5 separate regions of the Mus musculus genome follow, and regions 1, 2, 3 and 4 are each linked to region 5. A link is a contact called in public Hi-C, HiChIP or PLAC-seq and promoter capture Hi-C data. All regions are on one chromosome and are shown on one strand. Each heading gives the region's core, a stretch centred on a gene start, on an enhancer-like site or on the middle of the called end of the contact. The rest is flanking DNA. Distances are from core to core; before and after follow the strand shown. Region 1 has its middle 19 kb from the start of 4930572O13Rik. Region 2 overlaps Gm41112 (a long non-coding RNA gene). Region 3 overlaps Gm32008 (a long non-coding RNA gene). Region 4 overlaps Gm32123 (predicted gene, 32123). Region 5 holds the start of Ppif (peptidylprolyl isomerase F (cyclophilin F)).

Region 1 (3,821 bases), core at 1,269-3,768, 530 kb after region 5:
AGAAAACAAAGAGGAATCCTTCTGCTTATTGAGTAGCCATCCCACACAAGAGGTTGGGTTAGAGATGGTGTGTGTTAGAGATGGTGTCTTCCACGATTCTCACAGGGTCCTCCTTAGGAGACTTTAAAGAACATTCCACACCTAGTAGACAGACACTGAGAGGGAAAGCAGGGACAATCCCAAACAAGCCAAACACATCACTTCTCTGACCGGCAGAGGTAGCAATGAATCAGAATGCTAAAGAGTTTTCCAGAACCGTTTGAGATCAGCACTGTTGTGTGCAAGGCATCTATGGTAAAACTGGATCACTTTAGGGGCACATTGGGTGAGTTTTGTCTGTGATGGGAAATCCTACAGCAGCACACCTGAGACCTCACCTACTGTCCCAGCACCTGCTCCTGTGTTCACACTGTCATCAGTCTCCCTCATGATGGCACATGGTCACCCATGTTCTTCATCTCCTGCTCCTACCTAGGTATTTCTACTCCTGCTCCTTAGAGTCATTTGACAGACATGTACTGGGCATGACTTTGATCTTACACTAAAGTTATGTCCTTCTGACCAACGGTGGTGTGCCTCTTCTCCAGTGACTAGTGCCTGCTGATGTGTAGTCTTTGGTGGAGGTCTGCTCAGATACTCCACCTCTTTCAAGACTGTGTGTCGTTTCCTTTTTGTTGGGGCATATGAGTTTCAGATATATTCTAGATACACACTCTTTCTCTAACAGATACACATCTTACAATTATTTCCCCCATCTGTGGATCATATTTTCATATACTCAATGGTCCTGAGAAGGGCAAAGGCATCTTATTTTGATCAAATCCAGTCTAACAATTTCCGTTCTCACAGAACTTTCTGTGTAAATACATTTGAATAGGATTACAAAGGTACAATTATGCTTTCTCTTACTATTTTTAACTGCATATGTCAATTGTCTTTGAACTTAATGTTCCCAGACTACATTTTGCCTAATCATACTTCATTATTCTTTTAACACCCTTCTGAAATCTGATACATATACATATTTATTTAGAATTTTTACATATAAATTCCCTAGTAATGTTACTTTATGGATTTTTTTTTTTAGTTTTTGTATATTGTATTTGTCAGGCATAGTTATTAAAGCTATTCCAACTTGGGGCAAGGGAGATGACTCAGAAGGTAAAATGCTTACTGCGTAGGCATGAGCCCGGGTTGAGCTACCTAGCACTCAATGTATGATATAAGTGGTGGGTTACATCTATAACTACAGCCTAGCCCTGGGAAGGCAGAGACAGGAGGGTCCCAGGGTTTCACTAACCAGCCAGTCTAGCTAAAACAGCACACTGTAAGTTCAATGAAGAGACTGTGTCTCAGTAAACATGGTAGCAGGGTGGGGTGGGGCTGGAGAGGTGGCTTGGTGGGTAAGAGCATTTATTGCTTTTGCAGAGGACCTGGATTTGGTTCCCAGAACCCACATGGTGACTCACAACCATCTGTAAATTCAGTTCCAAGACCAAAGCCATCATCTGGCCTCCAGAGTCTACAGTATAGCGCTGTGCACGTGCACACACACACACACACATACACACACACACACACACGAGCATGCATACACACACACACAAATGAAAAATATTCCAACTAATAAAAATGAATTGGATATCATTTTTAGACACCCTAGAAAAGTGTATAGACATTGGAAACAGTTTAATCTCTTGAAATTATTTTAAAAAATCTTTTGACAAACCATTCTACAAAGCTATTTAAGCCTTTTTTTTCCTTAGTGAAAAAAATGTTTAGCAATACAATCCTTTAAATTTTCCCTCCAAGTTCTTTGGGGTTTCATCTGATGAAATGTCTACCTTTCTAGGTAATTTTAGCAATTTAGGTTTTTGACTAAAATGCTGTTTCACTTTATGCCAACATCTTCCATACTGCCATGCCTGGGATCTCACCTCAGGGCTACAGGGTGCTTCACGTCACACCGATGCATACCTTCTCTTTGCTATCAGCATCCTGAGTATTCTCTTCTAGCTCTCACATTTCTCAGGTGGACCAGCTGGCAGACTCCCTGGTCTATAGGTTGCCATGCCCTATGCTCCCTAGGCCCCACCCTGGTCTTGATGATTTCTTTTAGTTTCTAAGAAACGTTGGTTAACCGAAAAAAAAAAAGTAAAATATCAGTTTTCTCGAGAAAGCACAACAGACATTTCAGGGAGGTTCCACAGAGGAAGATGCTGAGTTTCAGAGAAATTCGGAAGGATGTGGTGGAGCCGAGGTTGGATGCCAGACAAACACATCTTGCAGATCACACTTCACGCTTGAGTGGTGATGAAATTGCTAGGCTGAAAACCACTGATCCACTCAAACACTGGGAGACAATATTCTTGAAAAACATGGCCCCCCTCAAACACTAGGAGACAATACTCCTTAACTCTTGGGGTGCAAGCAAGCTCAAAGCCTGCTCCTTGGGTGTTGAGCCCAATGATGACCCCGACCTTCCTTTGTAGGGCTGTGGGTGTGATACCCACATCCTCCAGTGGAGAATGCCCACATGGGGCTTCAGAGCCTTCCTAGCTGTGAAGGGTTTGATGTGAGTGTCGGGTGAGTGTGTGCATAAAAAGAAGGCAGTAGACCAAGCTGTGTCAGCACAGCCAGGATAAAAGAGGTTGGACCAGTGTCTGGCAATATCCAAGGACATGGTCTCCAAAAGATGCTCTCAGGAACAGAGAGTGCTACCTAACTCTACCATGGCCTATGCCCCTCTGCCTCCAAAGCTTCCTCCATTAAACATGGACTTTAGTTCAAAGATCAAGTACAATATAAACAATCTGGTGGTTGTGGGATCCTGTCTGCCACCCTGAATTAATATACAGTCATATTGAGCTTATAAAGGGTACAGAAGGGCAGCCTATGCTTCACAGTCAGAGACTTTTCCAAGCTTCAGTTCTGCTTCTTCCAGGAAGCCCTCAAATGTCTCCATGCAGGGCTGATGTGATGCCTTGGCCTCCCCGGGCCTCTTTGGTTTCAACTCTCAGTGACCTCCCTCAGGCTCGGTCTTATGATCATTTATTTATTATTCCATTTAAGGAAGCATCTGGGAAGCAGAGAAAGGGGCTGGGACATGAATGTCTGTGCCCAGCTCTCTCCTCCCCACTTTTATTCTAGAATGTGGAATGGTGCTATGAATGGGCTGCAGCAGTGTACAAGTCAGACAAGATGTCCCTGTAGATCATAAATGGCTCTGATATGCAGTGATGGGTCCTTTTGAGAAGACAGGAGGCAAAGGGGAAGGACTTGAGGGAAAAGATCAGTGAGGAGATCAGCTAAGGTGAACCAGGGGAGGGATGAACAGAAAGAGGGATGGACAAGGTGCCAAGGTTGACACGCAGCACAGTTATTCTCTGGTGTCTCTTAGCACCTTGTTCGTCTCTCCATGTAACCATGTAATCCTGTCATCACTAAGACCGGCCAGGTGCCCCACCCAGCTTGAGAGTGAAGGCTCTTTGTCAAAGCACAATAACCCAACAGAGTTACCTCCAAGCCATGAGTATTGCCCTGGGTATATTAGTCACCTATTTGTCACTGTGACCAAAATGTTGGTACAGCTATTTTAGTGTGTGTGTGTGTGTGTGTGTGTGTGTGTGTGTGTGTGTGTTTGCTGTATTTTTGGCTAAGGTTTCAGAGGGTTCTCTCCATCATGATGGGAGAGTGTGGAGATGTAGAACAGCTCACATCATGGGGGCTAAGAACAAAGAGAATCTCTGTACTTGGAGCTCCCATCTCTCCCTCTCTATCCCATAAGGAGTGGTATGGTCCGAATTCCAGTGGATCTTACC
Region 2 (3,973 bases), core at 353-2,852, 630 kb after region 5:
CTGATAGCCTGTGCTGTCTCACATTGGAATAGAATGCTTTAAGGAAGGAGACTGTAAGCCACTGGGGCCACAAGGCTAAGTGCCTCTCCTGGGAGGCGCACTACAGCAGCAGCGGTGCTGGCTGCCCACCTGACTGGTACACACTGAACTGCATGCAGGTGGGCTTCCCACCCTGAGTCTCCCTACAGAACCACAACAAACCCAATCACTCATTCACTCACAGGCTTATTAATTCAACAGCTTATATTAAGCTGTTGTAATACGTTGCATGTTCGTGGCTGCTTAAACATGATGGCAGAGGTGGGCTCTGAGATGACTCGACTCATGTTCTCATAGTAACGGCAGGGCTGAACTCTTCTGTGCAGAAGAACTGAGTGTGGGCTCACAGAGGCAACGGCAGCCGGCAGCCTCAGCAATATGGGGGCTACTAGGCAGGAACCGCTCTGAATGTCCAGTTTCTTGTCCTTACTCAGTTATTTGTGAAGTGCTTTGGCCAGGCTACCTCCCTCCCTCCTTCCTTTGTATTAAATATGCATCATGTCCTACAGAAGACGCTGGGAATGCAAATGAAGTCCTGGAGAAAACAGGCCGGAAACGAGATTGTTATGCCATAATGCGACTATCTAAGCAAGCACAAGGCATGATGGGAATTCAGAAGTGGCCACTCCCCTACTCCCACTTGACTATCTTGGACAGCTTTGTCAACAGGTGACGCTGAGAGTTCCCTCTGCCCGGCTGAGCACTTGCACACTCTAGACTACAAGCGAGGCTGCAGTACAGGCCTATAGGTTTTGCCTAGACCAGAACAGACTCTTGGACCCTCCTCTCATTGCCTGGAATCTCTGGGCCTCTCTGGCCTGGTTGGATGGTCTCAGCCCCCTTGAGCCCTCCTTGCTAAGTGCAGAACCTGGCACTGCTCAGAATCTAAAATGAAGAGCTCTGGTCTCATCCTATCCCATGCCTGTTCTTATTCAGCTGCAATAGGGTCCTAGAAGTAAGAAACCCTTCCACCTGCCCCTGGATGCCAGGCCCTGGGGACCCCGCAGAGCTCATCCTGCCACTACAAGAATGGCCTTATCTTGCAAGAGCAACTTTCAGGTGGGTTAGAGGAGGAAGAAAACTTCAGAGCAGAAGCCAAGGTCAATGTTGAAATGTTGAGCAGTGCTGCTTGCCCCGTGTTCCTCTCTGTGGCATCTTTTTGCAGTGTAACTTGGAAATGAAAGTCAGGCATAGAATACACTGATAAAAATGATATGATTGTTGTGACTAACAAAGTATTTGACTATCAAATGAAACTTGGGTTCCAAACCAAGTATTAATAAAATAAATATTGACAACAACTGATTTTCTACTTCTTACACTCTCTGTTGTTTAAATGGAATAACAGAAGCAAAATTGCCCTGGGCTTGTGCACCTACAGAGTGTCTGCTTGTTGAGTTAAGTATTCAAGGTAAACTTGCTGTATCACTCTGAATATGTGTCTCTACCTCTCTGGTTCAATGTGCTCTATAAAACAGGGCTAGCATCACTACACTATGGGATGTGGCGAATGAACCGAGAAAAGCAAGACTGCGTTTTCCGTGGTACCTTTCATCTCCTCCGTCAGCCTGTTTTAATTTGCAGCCCCTTCGGAACCACTCAGCATTGGTTGCCCTGATAAAAGTAGGTCACAGGGTGAGATGAGGGGCCACTTCCTTCCACCTTGAGCTCACAGGGACACCCAGTTCCAAAGACTCGAGAAATGGTCTCCCTTACTGAGTGAGGGCCCAAAGGAAGGCTGAGGAAGTTTCTATACTTCAGTAGCAAGCTTTCTCCACCTCCCACATCCAAGGCTTGTACAGTTTTTGAAGGGCCCAGAGTTGTCTTCCTGGGTTGGGGATGAAAGGAACAATGAGGAGGTTTACCTTCAAAAGCCCACCCTGGCTCCTGTGGCCGCCTCCCTCGACTGCGGCGCTCCTGTGAATTATGCATGAGGTTCTGGTGGGAGCCGTGTGCCTTTTCAAATATTTCTCTAATTGATGAGTGGGGCTTTGATGAATGTCTGTAGAACCCGGAGCATCTGATCACAGGAATTCTGTCTTGTTCCTCCTTGACAGATGTTTATTTGACGTAAAGGGGGTGCAAGGTCCAGGGAGCTGCTTCTCTTTATTGTAAACAGAAAGCCTATGGTTTTGTTCCTAAATCCTAACAAGGACCATTCTCTGAGGTCTGACGCCCGCCATCAGTCAGATGAACCGGCCGCGGGCAGAAAGCTCAAGTGTGCAGCCCTCATGTAGGCTGAGCCCTCCTTTTATCCAGAGTGCTCTTCTGTCTATTGAGGAATGCCTCCTGAACTTCATCTATGAGGAGAGACAGAACCCTCTAGAACCAGGGTGTATAGGTGTCAGGGACCATTCATTTCCCTCTACTGGACTGATTGTGATGATGTCCCATGGTCCCAGCACTGGGATGCTGGCATGGGTTGAGAGATGGGCACTGTCGCTGAGGCCTTGAAAGGCTCTGTGAGTGGCACCCTGGCTCTCAGTATGATGTGTGCATACTTCCCTAGTTTCTCCTCCCAGGGAAAGGCAGAGCTGCACATCCCAGGCCAACATCAGAGGCCTTCTTCCTCTCAATTCAACTCATCTCTCTCCATCTGCCACTCCCTCCCACACAGGACCCCTGAGTTTCAGCCTCCTTGGTGCCCTATCTATTACTTATACAAGGCATGATATTTCCATGAAGCCTTACTGGTACTACATATTGTAACATGGCACTGTTGAAATTGTCAGATCTGGTGTTTAACATGCTATGTTGGTCTCATTCAAGTCATATGATAACAGTGCATGATGTTAGGTCTAGGACAAGAGATTGATTGGGTTTTTTGCTACGACCTCTCACTTCAGGACATAAGGCCAACATGTACATGTGTGAGTGCATGCGCACATGCACACACACACACACACACACACACACACACGCGCGCGCGCGCGCGCACACACACAATTATTTATTAAGTTGCTGGAATATATAGTTTATGTGCACTTGCCAAAAAATTCTCCTTTCTCTGGCTTCCTGCTTTTTGGCTGAGGGACCTGTGCCAGAATACTGTACCTGTGTGATGTGCACCCTACATATCTAGTGTGGAATGGGGAAAGGGATGTGCAAAGACTTATAGTTTTGATTGCCAGCTAGTCACAAGTCTACCCCCTTGTAAGAGGGAAACTCAAAGGAAGAATTGTCTAGATCAGCCTGGCCTGTGGGCACGTCTGTGGGGGTGTCTTGATTTATAATTGATACAGAAGGGCTCAGCCCACCATGGGCAGTACCATCCTTAGGAAGTTGAGTCTGGGATGTATTAGAAGGCCAGCTGAACAAATTAGAGAAGCACAACAGTAAGCAGAACCCCCCCCCCCGCCCCATGGTTTCTCCTTCAAGCTCCTGCCTTGAATTCTTGCCTTGACGTCCTTCAGCGATGGACTGTAAGCTATGAAATGAAGAAAGCTCTCTGTTCTCTAGTTGCTTCTGGTCATGGTATTTCACACAGCAACAGACCGCAAGCTTGAACATGGCCTCCTTCATTTTGCCTTGTGACCCACCATGCATAGGGAACATGTTTAAGTCACTGACCTGCAGAAACTGCCGGAGGGAAGGGAGTCTGTGTTGGCCTGTGTTGGAGCCTACATGCTGGAGTGCAAGGTCAGAATGGTGACTCTAACATGGTGTGAGTTGTGCTAAGGTCTGGGGGCCTGTTCCACCAGGCAGAGGAGAGTGAGAAGAGATGCCACAGTTAAAAGTCCCCCAGATGCCAAAGTCACAGAGCCTGTAGATATTAAAGGACACTGAGAACGATCTGCAAATGGCTCTTGTACAGAGACATTTGATAACTTAAATGAAACAGAGCACTTATTTTAGAAATGTATTAAAAACTCTCTTAGGAAAATAATAGACTCTCTGAATAGCTCTACATTTATTAAAGAAAGAGCTTTGAGTT
Region 3 (3,885 bases), core at 668-3,167, 850 kb after region 5:
AGAACTTAGCAACATGACTATACCTGGCTGAAGGAGAGTCTGGGAGCCATGGTTTTATGGGCATACATAAGTTTAACCAGCACAAAGAGATTCTGTAGAAGAAAGAAAGAACGATGCTTGGGAGACAAACACAGACTCCTATACCCGAGACAATTCTCATTTTCTTGAAAGTAGTGGGTTAACACCAGGGCAGAAGAGTTGTAAATAAGAGGAAGCAACCAGGCCTGGAGATGGAGAACACGGGACTGCCAGGTTGGGTGACAGCCCAGAGGGAGAAGAGAAACCTTCTGAGACCTGAAAGATGACACATGACTAACTAGACACAAAGAGCACATGGCTGAGGGGTGAATAGGAACTGATATCTAGACACCCAGTCATGCAGAACCTGTTACCACATTGAGGGGACCTGGTCTTCGTTCTAAGACTCATCAGAAGGCATTTGACCTGGAAAGTAACTCGACCAGGGTTGAAGGCTAGAAAACATAATCATATTGCAAGGTGGAAGATGTGCTAGATTAATGGAGGCAGGGAGAACCCGTTTGAGGCTCCTGGAGGCAGAAACAGAAAGGATTCTGGCTTGAGGCCCTGTGCAGGTGCTGAGTCTCTTCAGGGATGAGGGATGGTAGAGCAGTGTTACCCTGAGTAAGGACTTGTCTGCAGGGAAGTTGAAGGCTTGACCAGAACCTATAGTATCAGTCTCCTTTCTTCATCAGGAGCCTAACAGTCAAGGCTGGTTTTCTCAAAGCTGAATTACTGATGCCTAGCACTGGGTGTAATTTATATGAGTACCCACCCATTCCTTCCTAGACTCTAGTCTGACACATACTTCACTGTTTCTTAATTGCACAGGATCAGGACTGAAGTCCATTGCACCCTGAAGTAGTTACCCAGGAGCTTACGAAGTTTTGACAAACTGAGCTGAACTTCACCTGGACTGCTTGCAGAGTCACACTTGAGCCAGGTATCTCAGAGTCACTTGCCATGTCTGTCCCAGTGCATGACCAGTAGGTCCCAAGGGCCCCATGTGAATGCCAAGGACACCGCCCTCAACAGAGCCCACATTAAATCTTTCAACACTGATCTTTGAAGGCACCTTGTGATATCCATTCATCAATTCACCAGGATGCATTAATGCTTGCTGGTTTTTTCCTGTCCCTTTATCAACCTGGTCCATATAACCCTGCAACACGGGTCAGTTCATACAAGTTGACTTCAAGGGCAAGAGGCTACTGATTTGAATTCCCCAAGTCAGGACTCATTCCTGGATCAATACTGACTTCACTGGGGGTAGCCAGCTAGATCATTTACATCATGATATCTGAAAGAAAGGGACTCTTGGTCTTCCACACAGTATCCCAAGGAGGATGGGATCTGGAGATGCCAGGAGACTCCCCTTTCTCAGAGTACCCAGCTGACCTGCCCTCTGGGCATACAACAGAACCAATGTCAAGCAATGAACTTGTGGAGCCTAGGTTATCAGGCTGACAGGGCCAAGGCCAGTGTTATCCTGATGCATAACCCATCTTCTGTCAGGGAAGAGAAAGCCAGTACATGTATGCTAAACACATGGGCACAGTAAGGACATGGGCCACATAGGGGATAGCAACTTCTTACTAAGGCCTTCTTACAGTTAATCCTGGAAGAAGGCCAGAGCATGAACAAACCATCTTCCAAATACTTCCTGGAGAAATCAGGTCAGGTTAAAATCGAGGAGCTGCTAAAAACTGGCTGAGCCCTGGCTACTCCCTGAAACCTAGCCTCTGAGCCTCTCTCTGTGTCATCTGGGAGGCAGCTCTGGAGGCTGGGCCTGAGGAGCAGAACCCAACCCTCCACCACCTTGCCTTTAGCTTCAGGCTTTATGTAAAGGGCACTAGGGACTCACAAAGGGTGGCCGATGGTAGCAGGCCAGACAGGCAGGAGAGAGGCAGTGAATGAAAGTCTTTGTTTAAGGAAGGCACGGGCCGCGCATCGGCAAGCCCAAGAGAAGCATGTCATTTTGCTGGAAATGCGATTTTCCCTAACAAGTACAGAATCCTACATGACATGTTGAAAAGTGTATCTCTTTGAGAAGCTGCTCTGTATCTCAGAGGCATCGTCAGTACGGCACCCGTGTAATGTGGCAGTTGCCATGGCAACACCTCGTTTTCCATAGACAGGAAAATCAGAGTGGCTAAGTCGATTGAGAGGACCCAAATAACATCTCGAAGGCAGGCTGAGATGCCGCATCGGCTTTTGCATTTGCAGTGCCTGGAGTGCCGTTGTGGGGCAAGTAGCGTATTATATGTGCTTCACAGAGAATCCCCAAGGTAATGTTCAGAGCTTCCTCATTGGTCAGAGGCTGGGAGATAATGGGATTTGCCCAAAGCTACCCAGCAAGGCAGTGACAGGGCCACTGTGGCCAGACTCCCACCTCCTCAGGCAGACAGTGCTCATGGCAGGAGTGACTCTGGCCATCTTTCTCTTCCCTCCAGTGTCTTCAACCATTGCTGTTTCTATTATTTTTCTACTTGCCCTGAAGATAGATAGGGCCCTCAGCAGCAGGCAATAGCAGCCAAGTTAAATCAAAACACGTCCGAGCATCTCCCCTCGGACACAGACTGTCCTCGATATGTTCCTGTCGACGTGTTTGCTTCCAATGTGCAATCCCAGCCCAGAGAATGAACCTTCCCCAGGAAGGAACTCTATCCATGGGTGTAGCACTAAATTGGTACATAGCCCCGAGGGGCTTCCAAATAGAGGAATCATGTATAGCCTTGTCACCCTAGGACCTAGCATGGTGAGACACTGAACTCTGCACAAAGCCACATAGGTGTGCAAACATGTATATGCATTGGCTACAGCCACCACTATGCCCACATGCCAGAGCCAGTAATGCAGGCCTCTTTACGTGGCACCCTATGTAGCCACCCTCTTTGCCCTGGTATGGGGGTGGTGGTACAGAAGGGCTGGAGGCAGGGTGCTCCAAGGCAAGCAGTTTATTTTGTTCACAATGGAGTCTGGAGTTAACACAGTTGGCCCCAGAATCCTCTGGTCTCCTACTTTCCCACATCCCGTGTTGTTCAGGGCTCCCCCACGGGGCTTGGTTGTAAATCTCATTCTCCCTCCTAGGAGGATGTTGGCATCCAACTTAGGGCAGGAACAAGAAAAGTATGCAGGCTGTTCTTTAGTCTCCAAATATAAATTTGAGTAAGGATGAGGGAGTTACAATGGTTGGGGAGGGGGAGACACCTGCCCCCCTCAACTTCCCAGAGGAAAAATTTCATATAACTGTCAGACATGTAATAGAACTGTCAGAAGTACAGGAAACCAGCTACACAGATTACAAAAACATATGTCAGAGACCTATTGGTTTCGTGACAGTGTGAAAATCACAATTTTTCCATCAAGATAGAAAATAGAAACAGAGGAAAGCCAAAAGCACTTTGGCATCTGTCCTCTGACAGCAGCAAGCCTAACCCACCAGGCTGAAGGTGGGGGGTGCCCCAGAAGCAGGTCCAAGTGATGGGAGACCAGCCCCTGTGGCAGTGTTAAGCCATCCTGACCTTTGACCTCCACCCTTGGAAAAAGCATCCATTCTTCTTTCAGACCATTCATTCACACTGGAAGGTGAAAGTGCTCCCACCTCTGGCAAGTCGTTCTCCCGTGATGCTAGTTCTTCAAGCTTATGAGGAGGATGTCTGGTAAAGATGAGGTCACACTTCACACAGGCCACTTAGTGGTAGAAGAGGTATCAATAGTATCAGAACCCCTTCCTTCCCTTTGTGATCATAAGAAAGCTAGTGTGGGCCACTCCCTAGAGAGTAAGAGAAAGTGAGGCAGGTCAACAAGGAACCACAGTGCTGAGAAGGCAGTCCACTGTCTCCCAGCCCCTGCTACCCATGTGCA
Region 4 (4,286 bases), core at 59-2,558, 580 kb after region 5:
CCCTCCCTCCCCCTCCCTCCCTCCCTCCCTCCCTCCCTCCCTTCAGCATTGCCCCCCAAGGTCTAATACATGCTAGGTAAGGACTCTAGCACTGAGCTATATCCTTTTTATTAATTTTGAAACAGTTTTAATAATTTGCCCAGGCTGGCCTTGAACTCACTCCCTAGCTCAGGCTGCTCTTGAACTTGTGACTCCTCAGACCTTCAAGTCCCTCTGACTTTCTTACACATCTTTCATGGAATTCATACTGAGCCGACTGCTATGCCAGGCTTTTAATATTTCTGCCATTCATCTAGTTATTCTTTAAATGTTTATTTAGAGCTATTATGTGCCATTGCGCTGGGCCAGAAACTGGAGTTGCCAAAGTCGTGGTCCTTGCTTTTAAGTAGCTCATGATCTTTCAAAGAAGACAGAAGGCCATCGAATCCTGAGCTGATGACCTGAACTCAGGGCTCAGTATGGCAAACAAAAGGCCAAGGACTGAGCTTAAACCTTAGCATCTCCACTTCCGGAACTTCATAATCTTTGTGGATCTCAGTTTCTTTATCTGTAAAATGGGAGGAAGTAGGAATACAAGTGGGCAACGTTATGAACATTCTCTTCACAAAATTTTAGAATCCATTTGTACTTTTTAAAAGTCAGTCATGCATTGGTTTGAAATTTTACTAAGATACAAATTCCAACCAAGTGGGCACCAGTATGAACACTGCTACTTTCTTCACGGAACAAAAGATAAAACTGAGCTAATTACTTTTGATATCAAAAGGTCAATTATTTGTAGGTTCCAAATCCTCCCCCCTGTGGTCATCTCTTTGGCAGGAAACATGACTAAGCCTGTGGGAGTGGAAAGAGGAGGATGGGCTGGGCTTATCTAGTGGCTTGGAGTCAGCTGGGGAGCTGAGGTCAGGCAATGGGAGGAAGGATCAAATTTAAATGAAGAGAAAGGTTGAAGTTGCTAGCAAAGGAGCTGGACTTCAGAGAGGGCCCAGGCGCATGAGGCTACTTCACATAACAATGTTTTTCCTTTACTTATTCAACAACATGTTCTTCCATACCAGTCTGGGCAGGTGCTGGTCACACAGGGTGATCCCTCTCCTGGGAAGGTTTGTGATCTAGTTAGGAGGATCAGACATTTCAAAAACCCAAAGGTGGGTGACAATTGCTGGCAGATTAGTCTACATGGCCATCGAACCAGATCTGGCCTGCAGTCAGGGAGGCTGTATTTGAGCGAGTGACAATGGATCTGTGATACAGAGGAAAGAGCTACCAAGGAGTAAGGGAGTCACTACGCAGACGTGGAACAGCATGATGGTGCTGAGGAGCAGCACGAGCTGACTACAGGAACCGTGACTCACCAGTTTTGGTGAAAGTGGTGTTTACCAGCTTTCAGTAAAAAGGGAGAAGGAAGATTGAACCAGAAAGGCAACGACGCTTTGTGTTCATCCATAAGACGGTTTTTTACACAACCATAAAAATATACAGAGAGCACTGAGATACTCGAATGTCAAGATTTCAGAAGCAGTATCAATGGTGTTAGTTTCTTCTAGAAGGGCTTGCATGGGAGCCCTGGCTCTTGCTTTTCACGAGTAAACCATATGTGAGCTTTAAGAGCTCCTGGAAGCAGAAGCCGGTGAGCATCAGTCCTAATCAGGTTCTCTCTCCAGCCCTCACTTCTGACCCCCGAGTCTTCCTGAGAACTGCTGCTGCTCTGACCAGTGAGAACTCGGGAACTACAGCCATTTCTGTTACTCTAGTTCCCTCAACAAGTGCCTCTATGTGTTATGTGGGTAGAGAAAAAAGGGGGGGGGGTTGACAATTCATCAAGTCTAGGAAAGAGATTAAGTAACTACTCGGGCTTTAATTGTGTGCCTTATCGGAGAGTTTGATGTTTGTAACATGCATTATAAGTCTCTAACTGGGGACATAATTAGGAATATTTTCCAAACACATTTGATCTGAAAACATGCTTTTCCTGCGAATCCTGGGCAGATGTGTTTCAGAGTTTGTTTTTGGTAACTGCTACTTAAGTGAGTACCTTAAGTCTGAAACCTCAGTGGACTGGATTGTAGAGGTCACTTTGTCCAAACCTTCCGTGCAACAGAAGGCTGTGACTAAATCCCAGTGACCTTAATCCACCTTGCAGGTGTCACTGCAGACACACCCCTTCCACCAGATACTGTGATGCTGTAGGCGAGAAAAGTGGCACCAAGAGTAGTGATGTCCCTATGTCCTGTGGTGCTACTGCCAGCCAGTTCTGGCTCTGGCCCTCAGTTTCAAGGTGTGTTCAACAAGTACTAAGCATCTGTGGTTCTGAGGACTCAACACTACCTGACAAGTACCTGGCACACCAGAATCACACAGGAGAGTTGTCAGCCAGCTGGCATCTCACCCCAAGAAACACGCACCCTGCTTTATACAACCAATTATATGCAAATATTCTTTGTAGGATATGCAAATACTCATGGCATTTTCTATAGCATTAGGTTTTAGTCTTATTTCTAAGAAAACATACTGAATTCAAGGGCCAGGAGAAACATTCTATTCTATCTGCTGGTGCACCAACCTCCCAGCAAGCTCTTTGATTATTTAACCTGGTGTTAATTTCATTAAGAACAAATGCACCAGACTTTATTATCCTTTAGAAGAACGGAGGCTTCAGAATTAGAACACTGCATATTTATGAGTGTGGGGTGTGTGTGTGTGTGTGTGTGTGTGTGTTTGTGTATGCACAAGCATGAACATGGAGGCCAGAGATCAATGCTGGGTATCTTCCACAATCCTTTCCCATCATATGTTTTTGAGGCAGGGTCTCTCACTGATCTTGCAGCTCACTGCTTCCACTAGACAGGCTGATCAGCAAATCCCTGGAATTCTCCTCTCTGCTGGGCTCTTGCAGGCACATGTCACTGTATCTAGCTTTTATATGGGGTCTGAGGCTGAAACTCAGTCCTTCACACTTGTATGGAGGTTCCTTACAGATTGCTCCATTACACTGGACTCCCCTTTCCATTTTAGAGAAATGGATGTAGGCTCGATGAGAAGAGGCAATGTACTAAAGTTCTTACCGGACTCAGGAATTGTTCTGGTTCTAGAGAAGCGGGCTCCTTCCAGCTTCCAGCTTCCAGCTTCCCCTCGCACAAGTGACACTTTTCTTGGATGTTTAGACCCAGCATGATAAAGTGTTTTATTGTGGAATCATTATGACTTGGTAATCCTAGGAAACTCCCTAAGACTTCTGTCTCCTCGGTGGTCTGGGAAGATGTTGTTTGCTGAAGAGAAAAAAGTAAGCCATCAACCATCAGGGTGAGCTCAGTCCATGCTGACCTCCATTTTTCGCAAGTAGTCGGGAAGGAGAGGAAACGCTGGACTCCTTCTGCCTTGTTCCCTGGGGGAGCAGGTGCCAGACCACAGGCCTGACAGTTATGCAAATCAGATATACAGGCTGTAAAAACAACAACAAAGGGCACTAAACCTCTCTGAACATGCATCTTAGCCAGTGGTGAGTGAGGACTGAGAACAGTAAGCCTTGATGTCTCTCTCTAGTACTGGTCCAGGGAACAGCTTGGGCACCATTTCAGATGAGACAAGGGCACGCTGTCACTGTGGCTCAGGGGTCTCCTGTTCCTCCTGCTCCCTGAGTGTGTGTTTGCTTGTGTCATATGTGTAAGTGGGTGTGTCTCCCAGTAGGTCTCAGGTTCTGCCTCCAACTGACCTGGGCACTTCAGGCACCCACTGGGTTAAAGCTGTGCCAGAATGAACACTCACAGGGTGGATTAGAAAATGCCCTAACTACCTTTACTTCTGTGGTTGTATCACAGAAATTGACCAGTGGGGACCTTCTTGGAACTCAAATGACTCTATTGCCAGCCAAAGAATACTTAAAAAGTGTTTGATAAAAATCTTAAGTTGAAAGAAGACCCCAGCAAAAGCAGCAAGCATGGGCCTTAGTTAGCATCTGGACCATCCCTGATGTTACAGACAGATAAAGAAAGTGATGCAGGAGGGCTTGCAAGAAGATGCACAGTTAATAGCAGGGTAGATTCAGAAATATAAGTTCTTTCTGGACTCTGGGGTGGCAGCCTGGGGCTAGTCAACTTAGGCTAAGTGTATTCTACAGAGCAGCTGGTAGGGGACACTCTGCCACACAGTAGGGGTCAGAGAAGGTTCTGGCAATAATTCCTCACTTTGAAACCTCAAGAAAACCAAAATAAAATAAAGGTTGGGAGTGTCTGCCTTCACATTGTATTTATGTTTTTTTTCCTTCAGGTTCCTGGCCTGGCCTGTTT
Region 5 (4,019 bases), core at 388-2,887:
CCAGCTGGGATAACAAAGCAAAGAGCCCAAACACTTTACCTAACCCTGCCCTGTGCTGTCATGGAGAAGTGGGAGGAAGCTATCAATGAGAGCTTACATGGGCCTTCCCCTGGTTCTGAGATGTCTAGCTACTTTCAGACTGGTTAGCAGAGTTGACAACAAGGTCCAGAGAGGGACAAAAGGCTGCCTCAGGGTACTCATCAGCTGTGCTTAGGTTGAGACTCCCATATGGTCATAATCTAAGTCCTAACTCCATGCCAAGCCCACCAGCCTTGCCGGGCTCACTTTCCACGTAAGCCTTACCTGCAGTCTTTGGCACGACATCTGCCTTTAACTATGGTGAAGGAAAAGGAACAGAAAAGGATGGTCAGTCCAGAAGCAGGTGCAAAAAAGATCCCCCTCACCATTCACACCCAGAGGCCAGGGCATCATGACAAAGAAGAACAGGGCCATTCCCTTCCATGACCACCAACCCTCCTCGGAACTGCCAAAGCCACTATCGTTTCTGCCAGCTGCTTCCTGAACCCAACCAAAGCTTGCTTGAGACAGCCTTAGTTTCTTATCCGAAGAAACTAGTGCCATCCTGGCCCACTTCCGGGACAGAAATGTCAGCTGGAGGCCCTCGGCATGAGTCCCTGGACCAAGAGTAAGTATCACATTAGAATTAGCTGACCTTCCTCAGTGCTGGGGGAAACTGAGGCTCACAGAAGGGAAGGAGGGGACCGTCATCCAAGCCTGCCTCATGCCTCTCAACTTCTCTTAAGAATCCCTCTTCACCAAACAGAGTTGGGGAGGTACTCCTCATTTTCCAAACGAGGAAAATGAGGCATAATAAAAAATGCCAGCTCCCCTCCCCCAGTAGATCGGCAGTCTAACTGGTACCTTTGTTCAAAGCAGAACAGCCTAAAGGCTCCTGGGATGGCCTCCTGATAACCTTGGTGTCTGTTTCCTACTTTTCTTTTTAAGGGTCAAATCTCAGGGAATGGAGAGGGCTTGGGCAGCCAGAACCTTCTCACTTGCATTCCCTGTGTCTCCTCTTAGGCAACCAGGCCTTGGGGGCGGATCCGGAGTGCGCTCAGGCCACCACGTGAGCACCTGGCAACACCTGGACCTCAGCTACCCACCCCAGAGCTCTGGGTCCAACCTCGGACGCAGAGGGTCTAGGAAGCCCAACGTCGGTCCAGGCCGGTCAGTGGGCTGTCACTCAGTACGATCTGACCTTGACCTTTTCCTCCACACCCCCCAGGGTTTTGAAAAGCCCCGAACGGACCAAGCTGATGCCGCCTCTTCTGAGAGAGGGAAACTGAGGCTCAAGGTCACCTGATGTGCCAGGCACAGTACAGGGCCCGGGAAGTCCAGGTTTTCCAAATGTCCAAGCCTCACCTCCAGCACCACGCGGCCGAGCGGCTGTCCATCGGCGCCCACGTCCAAGTACACGAGCGGGTTCCCGGAGGAAGAGTTCGCGCCGCGGGCTCCGCCGTCGCTGCAGGTACGGGTCGCGGAGAGGAGCAGCGGCGCGGAGCGCGGGCCGGAGAGCAGACCGAGCAGGCGGGGGCCGCAACGCAGCGCTAGCATCGCTGTCGCGGGTCGGGCGAGGGCGCGCGGAAGAACTCAGAGCAGACACAGGCAAGGTCGTACGACCCAGGAAGCGATACCTAGGCCGCGCGCCGCCGCCTTTATTGGTCGGCTGGCTTCGAGACCACGCCCCCCTCCACGCCTCCGCCGCGCCCCCTCGGAACCTGTTCGCTAGCGTCCCCTGCCGGTTGCCGCTGGCAGCGTAATCGGCTCGTGCGTTGTGCCCCGCCCTCCATCCCTACACACTGAGCCGGAAGTCCTTTGAAAGTGCTTCTAGATCAAGAGAAAGGTTGATCCTGAGATTCAGAAAGACGTGGGGGGGTGTAGGTGGGGGAATCTGAGGTGGCTCAGAAAGGGAGAGATAACAGAAAGAACAGAGAAGCAGAGATACAGTCTAAGACACCCACAAGGTGACCTCAGGCTGCCGGCTCCAGGGCTGAGTTTGTCTCCTTTTGCTTCTAGAGACCAGATCCTCCGCCAGGACTGAAAATACAGTTTGCCGAACCAATAGTGCATCTGCCAGGCCTCAGTCCCAGCCCACTCTGACAGCCCTTGTCTGTTCCCACCACCTCCAGCCAGGCCAGCAGAGTGCGGGGCTAGATTTACACCCCCTGGAATGCCCCCTAGATTTACATTCACCTGGAATAAACTTCCTTGCCAACTGCACCACACCTGCAGGTAACTTCCTAAGCAACCATTCTCTAGGGATGCCAGGAAGTTGGCAGTGTGTGATATAAAAGGAAAGGAGCCTGCAGAAGAGCCACAGGCAGGACTTTAAACCCTGGTGCACTGGGCACAGCACCAGCCTGGGAATCAAATGAATGCCAGCCAGCGAGAGCATGTGAGCCAACACAGTTAGGAAACTGAGGCTCAGAAAGAGAAAAAGGCTCTAACTAGGGCTAGAAAACCCTGGTTCCCTACTGCTGGATTCAGCCAGTCCTGCAACCAAGGAAGCGATGAGAAATTACCCTGCTTTCTACTCATACCTGTTCTGAGGATAAACAAACAAGAGAGAGAAGCATTTGTTAACTGTTAAATGCTGTTCTGTGTTCAACAGCGATGGGCATAGCCTAGACTGTGTGCTCAGAGCATAGCGGGGAATCTCCAGTGCAAGGTCCCAAGGTCCTGAGAGGCGGGAGCAGGAAAGGAGCTGAGAGCCTTAGGAGCCGGGGAGCCTGGCCTGTCCCACCCAAGATTCAGTTGGGGGGTGTGTGTGTGTGGAGAAGCCATGCTGGTCCAAGTAGTCTATGAAATCAGGGCATGCTCCCCGCCTCACACATGGCAGCCTGAACCCTCTTGTGATGGTCCACAGCTCTCTGCTTTGTGCTACTGGCCTTGATGGGTTGTATACCAGTCCCTAGTCTAGGGTGGGTCTCACCCAACCCCACATAGGGCCCCGTCTTTTCTTGTCAGTGTGTATCAAAGGGAGCTGCCTGCAAGGGGAACTCACTTGCCCTCCGCTCTGCCTGAGCCATTGGCACATTTTCTAAAATCTATGCAACAGCAGTGCACACTTAGACTGGAAGGGAGTGGAGAGGAACCACCACACATGCCCTGCTAGGAAGCATCCACAAGTCCCAGGCTTTCTGTAGCCCATCGACTCCTGTAGGTCTTGACTCCTATTGGTCTAACATACCTCAAATTGGAGCTGTGGAAACTTGTTGTCCTGAGCCTGCAGAGGTGAGGATGGAGCTCCTGCTGTGTTAAAGTATGCAGATCCCACCCCAGAAGAGAAGGAGCCTTCATTCACAAGACTCCTTCCCAGCCTCAGACCTTCCTCATGGCTTAGCATGTGGCCCAAGAAGCAGCTCTCTTTCCCACCCCCCACACTGTGGCAGTGACTTGTCAAAGGGAGTGTGTTTGGCTGAGACCAACCTGTCTGACTTCACGGTCACTGTTACTGCTTGCCAGACCCTCCTGACAGTCATCATGGATCTAGACTGGGAAAGGGCAGGAGAAAAGCCTTGGAGGACAGTGTAGGAAAACAGAAAATACCGTAACTAGGAGCCCAGGAGACAGGGGAGGTGACTTCCATCTCGGAAAATAAGCCTGGACGTGACCACTCCTGGGTACAACAGGGACACAAGGTTGTGAAGAGGTTATCCCAAGAGCGAAGGATGAGCCTACAACAGCCCTGGCTGGGCTTAGTCAGGGCATCCTTGAGGAAAGGCTGTGATCTTAAACAAAAACGGAAAAACGCCAGGAGAGGACCATCACAGAGGTCTCTAACGGCCAGGCTGAGGCCCGATGTCATGGGTAGCACTGGGGAGTCAAAGACGGTACAGTGCTCCCTTGTCTACCTGCCTTCCCTCATGTTACTTCTTCCAGCTCTTTGGCAAACACATTAGCACGCCCCTTGTGTGAGCCAGAGACTGATTCCATCTTCACCACGGGCTGGATTCTGACGTCGTTCTTCCCCTGCCCTGTCCTCAGTTGGTCTCTGG

Evidence for each region. Promoter capture Hi-C pulls out the DNA fragments that hold promoters and counts their contacts. Hi-C and Micro-C count contacts between places; a contact is called where the count stands out from the background. HiChIP or PLAC-seq counts read pairs in DNA pulled down with a chosen protein or histone mark.
Region 1: a contact with region 5 is called in an H3K4me3 HiChIP or PLAC-seq map of pro-B cells, with 2.7 times the contacts expected there. The contact joins the enhancer-like site here to the promoter of Ppif in region 5. A contact is called at or near these places in 2 of 39 promoter capture datasets (liver and stem cell-derived epiblast-like cells) and 3 of 115 datasets of contacts at active chromatin or transcription factors (large pre-B cells, memory CD8 T cells and pro-B cells).
Region 2: a contact with region 5 is called in an H3K27ac HiChIP or PLAC-seq map of T-cell acute lymphoblastic leukemia, with 4 times the contacts expected there. The contact joins the enhancer-like site here to the promoter of Ppif in region 5. A contact is called at or near these places in 8 of 39 promoter capture datasets (the 3T3-L1 cell line, cranial neural crest, hematopoietic stem and progenitor cells and 4 more), 1 of 484 Hi-C or Micro-C datasets (nephron progenitors) and 3 of 115 datasets of contacts at active chromatin or transcription factors (T-cell acute lymphoblastic leukemia, bone marrow-derived macrophages and forebrain).
Region 3: a promoter capture Hi-C map of hippocampal neurons shows a contact between it and region 5, with 4 times the contacts expected there. The contact joins the enhancer-like site here to the promoter of Ppif in region 5. A contact is called at or near these places in 9 of 39 promoter capture datasets (the 3T3-L1 cell line, cranial neural crest, frontonasal cranial neural crest and 5 more), 1 of 15 datasets of contacts at CTCF or cohesin (large pre-B cells) and 1 of 115 datasets of contacts at active chromatin or transcription factors (large pre-B cells).
Region 4: a Hi-C map of bone marrow-derived macrophages shows a contact between it and region 5, with 16 read pairs. The contact joins the enhancer-like site here to the promoter of Ppif in region 5. A contact is called at or near these places in 7 of 39 promoter capture datasets (cranial neural crest, embryonic stem cells, hippocampal neurons and 3 more), 2 of 15 datasets of contacts at CTCF or cohesin (embryonic stem cells and large pre-B cells), 5 of 484 Hi-C or Micro-C datasets (CD4 T cells, bone marrow-derived macrophages, cerebellum and 2 more), 5 of 115 datasets of contacts at active chromatin or transcription factors (T-cell acute lymphoblastic leukemia, bone marrow-derived macrophages, embryonic forebrain and 1 more) and 2 of 9 other capture datasets (embryonic stem cells and liver).

The regions. Positions count from the first base shown.
Region 1 is chr14:25,160,573-25,164,393 of GRCm38.p6, reverse strand. No RefSeq gene overlaps it. Among named protein-coding and RNA genes, the nearest start is that of 4930572O13Rik, 19 kb to the right of the region's middle. Within about 2 kb of position 2,518, at least 27 of the 459 cell types and tissues checked have an H3K27ac peak or open chromatin away from gene starts, as enhancers often do. A contact at or near this core is called in memory CD8 T cells and pro-B cells, where this site is marked.
Region 2 is chr14:25,057,215-25,061,187 of GRCm38.p6, reverse strand. The region is part of intron 2 of Gm41112 (a long non-coding RNA gene); the gene reads right to left. Among named protein-coding and RNA genes, the nearest start is that of Gm41112, 8.5 kb to the right of the region's middle. Within about 2 kb of position 1,602, at least 6 of the 459 cell types and tissues checked have an H3K27ac peak or open chromatin away from gene starts, as enhancers often do. A contact at or near this core is called in T-cell acute lymphoblastic leukemia, where this site is marked.
Region 3 is chr14:24,840,288-24,844,172 of GRCm38.p6, reverse strand. All of the region lies in intron 2 of Gm32008 (a long non-coding RNA gene), which reads right to left. Among named protein-coding and RNA genes, the nearest start is that of Gm31951, 12 kb to the right of the region's middle. Within about 2 kb of position 1,917, at least 81 of the 459 cell types and tissues checked have an H3K27ac peak or open chromatin away from gene starts, as enhancers often do. A contact at or near this core is called in hippocampal neurons, where this site is marked.
Region 4 is chr14:25,110,078-25,114,363 of GRCm38.p6, reverse strand. Gm32123 (predicted gene, 32123) reads right to left here. Exons shown (of 3, transcript NR_153781.1): 3 at 1,433-3,269. Among named protein-coding and RNA genes, the nearest start is that of Gm32123, 3.0 kb to the right of the region's middle. RefSeq lists an enhancer at 3,628-4,286. Within about 2 kb of position 1,308, at least 24 of the 459 cell types and tissues checked have an H3K27ac peak or open chromatin away from gene starts, as enhancers often do. A contact at or near this core is called in bone marrow-derived macrophages, where this site is marked.
Region 5 is chr14:25,691,788-25,695,806 of GRCm38.p6, reverse strand. It overlaps Ppif (peptidylprolyl isomerase F (cyclophilin F)), which reads right to left and starts at 1,637. Exons shown (of 6, transcript NM_134084.1): 1 at 1,384-1,637; 2 at 304-334. The coding sequence starts at 1,575.